Regions from separate parts of the Zea mays genome. Here region 2 is linked to region 1. A link is a contact called in public Hi-C data. All regions are on one chromosome and are shown on one strand. Each heading gives the region's core, a stretch centred on a gene start, on an enhancer-like site or on the middle of the called end of the contact. The rest is flanking DNA. Distances are from core to core; before and after follow the strand shown.

Region 1 (2,700 bases), core at 23-2,522:
AATAAAATAGGCACAAAGATTTACGTGGAAAAAATCCTCTCCAATATGGAGGAGCAAACAACCACGAGAAAACATATCCACTATCAATCGTAGAGTACAAGGTACATGGAGGACCTATATTTATAGACGTATAGGAAAGCATATTGCAAGGCATATTCCAAATATATAAAAGGAAATTAGAGGCATATTCTAACAAATCTCCCCATTGACTCTAAATCCATAGAACTGTTTCCCAAACACCACTAGGATGCTACATTTAAATATCAACCAAGTCTAAGAAATATCCCCTTGACTCTAAATCCATAAAACTGTTTCTTTTCAATTTTTGGAACAAAACAGACATCGATAAGTTTCTTAATACTGTCATCATGAACTTGGATATAAATAGAGCCGATTCTAATAATCTCACACGTGGATCCATCTCCAATAACAACCTTACCAGCATGAGACTGAACATAATCAGAAAACCAATCTCTATGCGAACAAATATGAAAAGTACAAGCGGAATCGACAACCCAAGAAGAGCACTTTGGGGTACTGAGAAATATGATAAGTATTTTTTCTGCAATAACGACAATAAAGGTTGGATTTATTATTTCTAGATCCCCGAACAATTAAACCTTCACCTTCTGACATGCAAATAGTGTAAAGATGCTCCTTGAGACATAGCTTGTTTGCAAGACTCTTGGACATATACAACTCCTCCAATTTTTTTCCACAATGTTGCTGAGGATTTTTCATGCATTACTTCACGTAGAACATCAAAAGATAAACTGAGTTGTATGACGGACAAAACTCTTTCATCAATATCTTGCCACTTATCATCAATGCAGGTCGCGTATGCAACGCCTTTTGAACAACCAACTTGGTAAGAACAACCTTCATCTGAATCTGTCAAATAGCAAAACTAATTTTGTCATCAAACTTCGAAATATCAAATTTAGTCGACATAATGCGACAAATAGTAAAACCCGGCGGCGGCGACTACAACGTGGATAAAAACAATATGTCTAACCCTACCTCCGATACTCTACCTCCGATACCACTTGTTAGGAAATAAAATAGACATAAAAGATTTACGTGGAAAAATCTCCTCTAATATGAAGGGGCAAACAACCACGAGGAAATAAATCAACTATCAACAGTAAAAGTTACAAGAAGGGTCTATATTTATAGGTGCATATGAAAGCATATTCCAAAGTATATTCTTAATATATAAAAGGAATCAGGAGCATATTTCAACACATACTATATTGTCATAAAACTTTATGATTCTCGCCATAATTTTGGTTATACTTTTAAAACTTTGATTCTTTAAGAATCTTAGAATAACTTATATTTTATATTTTAAGATGTAGCAAGTATCGACAAATCTAGGAACACGCGTTTGAATGAGATAATAGTAGTAGACTATACATTCGTTACCAACAACAATGTTGGCTGCAACTGCAATGTAGATACTTGTTGGCGGGAGAAGACGACAGCCGTAAACTACGAAGAGAAACGCGCGTACCACTGGCACTAGATGCCCGCCGGATCGCGGTTGGAACTTGGAATGGAGTAGAGGCGGAGACGGCGTCCAGCTCCCTCACCCGCCCGCGTCCTTCTTCAATTCAACAGCACTCGCCACGCATCCGCATCCGCTCCACCTTTTTCTTCCGCGCGCTTTTGCTCCATTTCCCTCACCCTCCCTGCCCCGTCTCCACGCCACGCCACGCGGATGTCGGCGGTCGCCGCCGGGGCGCGCTTCTCCTCCTCCTGCTCCACCCGATGACCCCGCGGCCGCGCCTCCTCCTCCTCCTCCTCCCGCTGCTCCAGCCCCTCGCCCTCCTCCTCGCCATTGCCGTGCCAGCCGCCTGCGCCGCGTCCACGCTCGCCGTCTCGGCGTCCTCCGCCTCCCCGACCGTCTGCGGGGTCGCCGAGCTCAGCGGCACAGTCCACTGCGCGGCGCTCCAGGGCGCCTCCATCTCCAACGCCTCGAGCGGCCCCGTCGCGCCGTCCGCCATCGCGTTCGCGGAGCTCTCCGCGGGGCGGGGCTTCGTGTGCGGCCTGCAGGCGGGGGGCGCCGCGCTCTTCTGCTGGCCGTCCACGCCGGCGCCGCGCTGGGGGCAGCTCCGCCGGCTGTACGACGGGCCCGCCCCGCTCGCGGACCTCGCCGCCGGCGCCGACCACGTCGCGGCCTACGACGCCTCCGGCTCCGGCTCCGGGACCGTCCTGTGGTGGCGCGGCGGCGGCCGCTTCCCCGCGCGTGCCGACGGCGCGTTCCGCTCCCTCGTCTCCGGCGACGGCTTCTCCTGCGCCGTCGAGGCCAGCGCGCCCGCGGCCGTCCGCTGCTGGGGCCCGCGGGGCGGCGCGGTGCAGGCGGGCCTCGCCAACGCGTCCGCCGCGCCGTGCCTCGCGGCCGGGGGCGATCGCGCCTGCGCCGTCCTGGCCTCCGGCACCGCGCTCTGCTCCGGTGCCCCCGCGGCCAACGCCTCCGCCGCCGCGCCGCCGGGGGACCTCTTCGGCTACGGCCTCGCCGTCGGCGACTCCCACGCTTGCGCGCTCCGTCGGCCCTACCACACCGCCGTCTGCTGGAGCCTCGGCGGGCCCACCACCACCCTGTACGAGCCGGCCCTGGGGATCTCCTTCGAGTTCCTCGTCGCCGGCGGCAACTTCACGTGCGGCGTCGCGTCCAGCGACTTCAGCGTCTACTGCTGG
Region 2 (2,700 bases), core at 49-2,548, 200 kb before region 1:
TTCGGCCGCCGCCGCAAATCGCATGCGCGCGGCGAAGCCAACTCTGGGGAGTCTCTGACCTCCTGCTCCTAACCCGTAAGAAACCTACACAGAGGCGCACGCACGGAGTCAGAGGGAACCACGCGCCCGTCAGGTTAAGGAAGCCCAGATTGCCGGCCGCGGCGAGACGGATTCATGAGCTCAGGACTCACGGTTTCCAACCGGAGGCGGCACCAGGTTTGACAGGCAAGAGCGCCCAGCCCCTTGAGGACACGTAGACGCGGCGTGGGCGGGGCAGCAGCCGGCCGCCTGCCGGCGAGGAAGAGCCGCGGAACAAAAAGAGAAGCGGCGATACGAAGCGCCCCGGCGGCGCGGGCAGGCGCTCCCAGGGTCGAAAGCAGCGGAGGCAGGGCGGGCAGGTCACGGCGCACGCTGATCTGCGCCCGCGCCGGGGGTCGTCGGCGGTGCGTCTGGGGCCCTCTGGGGAGCGTAGAGAGGTGGAAGAGGTGAGCGGGAGGCTGGAGAGGTGAGGCCGTGAGGGAGGAAGAGGGAGAGGGAGAGAGGACAAGGAAATGGGAGAGGAAACGGAGGCCGCGCCAACGTGAGCCGATAAAGCGGATGCGCCCGGCCGGGCCTGAGCCCGATTTGATGCGCGCCCCTCACGTCCGCGGCCCCCCGTAGGGCGTAGAGAGAGAGAGAACCGGGAGGGGGAAAAGAAATAAATTCCGGGATTTCGCCCATTTAATAACAGGCTGTTTTCTTTTATTTATTTGTTTCATTTATTTATTCGGTGACCAAAAAAAGGCGGAACACGGAAAGGACGGAACACGGAAAGGATAAGCGAGATTGGCAACGCAGCAAGCAAGGCAAAACTTCCTACCTGGCCCGGCGAGTTACCGCTTCTGCCCCCGGCCCACCACGGGATTCACGAGAACGCCAGCCCCCGACCGACGGCCAGGATGGCAGGTGCCGTAACGGAAGCGAACTCCCAGAGGCAGTCCGCGGCGGGCAGGGCACCGCCTCGCGCCTGCCGTCCCCACGGAAGACGAGGCCGAAGCCGGTGCCGCCGGCGAGCCCCACGATCTGCGCTGCTTGTCGGCCCGGCGAGCGCGGCCATTCGCGACGCCGGAGCAGCCCCGGCGGCTGCTGATCCGCGCCGGGCGATCGTCGTCTGGGAGCGGATCGATCGCAGCGCGGCGGAGCAGAATTGAGCGACGAGGGGGGAGGCGCCGGGATCTGGTGGGTAGCGAGCGAGGCGAGCAGAAGCCATCGCAGATCTGGTCGTGGTAAACGAAGCGAGCAACATCCGTCGCCAAGAGCCGAAGAGGCTGCTCCGATCTGCTTCCGGCAGCAGCGCGGGCCGATATGCGAGGAGGTTATGGTAATGCTTGCGCTGCATGGGTTGGGGGATTTCGGTGGCGCTGGCGTCGGGCGTGTTTTGGGGTGGCCGGAGAGGAGGGATCCGGGCCGCTTGGTGAGGAGACGGACGGCTTGGATCGGCCCTGGGAACAGGTCGAAAAGCAATCATGGCACGATTACTGACGGGTCGGGGCGGGTGAAAGTGTATGGTCCACAGGCTGCGCTGCGCGCTCAGGGAACCCGGCTGACAGCTGTGGTGGACTAATAATATCTACACCAGATTTTTTTTATTATACTCCTTATCTTACTCCATATTTCAAAATCTTATCTCCAAACAATACATCTATAGTAAAAATATGGGAAATTTGGATACATACCATTAAAAGATCACCACTTTGGATCCATACCATTACTATCTCACTTACATGTGGATCCACATGAGTCAATGACATGTGGGTCCATGGTATATATCTAAAGTTTGGATCTTTTAATGGTATAGATCCAATTGTTCCTAAAAATATTGTTAAACATACGTACGACATGCTGAAGTTGGTCTAAGACCATCTCCATGAGTTCTAAAATATAGCTCTAGAAATCGAAATAAGACTGTAGTTAAAATATTTTAGACATCAAAAAAATTACTCCAGCAGATATTTAGAAAATAAATCTTGTTATTAGAAAATAAATAATTGTAGATTAAGAAAAAATAAGGATATGACTTCAATATATAAGGTACTATATTTAAGACTCCAGAGACCGAAACATATAATAGTTTGATGAATTTTAATAAAATAGGATCAATATTGGTGTCGTTTTATGTTTCCGGGGCTTATATTTTAAAATACAACATTGTTTAGGGCCCTCTTCAAAACGCTCTAATGTTCATTTTTAATAAAAAAAAGTTGTGGGTTTTTCTTTAGTTTTTTGTTTATGTGTTGACATTATTTTAATTAACCATACCATGTCAACACTTGTAGAGTTGTTTTAGATATAGTGGTTATGCAGAATTTTTGTATCACCGCCTAAAAATTCGGGCGAAGGGGGAAAGACCGCCCTCGCGGAATTATATTAAGAAGAGACATAAACATAACCTCGGCCGAGAAAATCCCCCGTCACTAGTGGGCTGTCACCACCCACTCTACAACTGCTCAGTCGGAGGATGACGCGCATGACGTAACTCGAGAGCGGGTGGGACACAGCGAGGAGAGTTTTTAACCAAGCCCAAAAATCGTCCCGAGAGGGGTCGAACCCAAGGCCTTGGAGGTGCTACTCGAAAGCATTAACCATTACACTAGATGCTCTTTTCGTTGTCTGTGTCCCCTCATCATCAAGGGGCTACGGACTGCTTCTTAGCAAAAGCTT

What was found. Hi-C and Micro-C count contacts between places; a contact is called where the count stands out from the background.
Region 2: a Hi-C map of root tip shows a contact between it and region 1, with 2.8 times the contacts expected there. The contact joins the promoter of LOC100384382 here to the promoter of LOC103629180 in region 1. A contact is called at or near these places in 5 of 25 Hi-C or Micro-C datasets (bundle sheath, endosperm, leaf and 2 more).

The regions. Positions count from the first base shown.
Region 1 is chr6:34,419,300-34,421,999 of Zm-B73-REFERENCE-NAM-5.0, reverse strand. It overlaps LOC103629180 (putative serine/threonine-protein kinase-like protein CCR3), which reads left to right and starts at 1,272. Exons shown (of 1, transcript XM_008650353.4): 1 at 1,272-2,700. The coding sequence starts at 1,771.
Region 2 is chr6:34,615,963-34,618,662 of Zm-B73-REFERENCE-NAM-5.0, reverse strand. It overlaps LOC100384382, which reads right to left and starts at 1,298. Exons shown (of 5, transcript NM_001362355.1): 1 at 860-1,298; 2 at 1-84.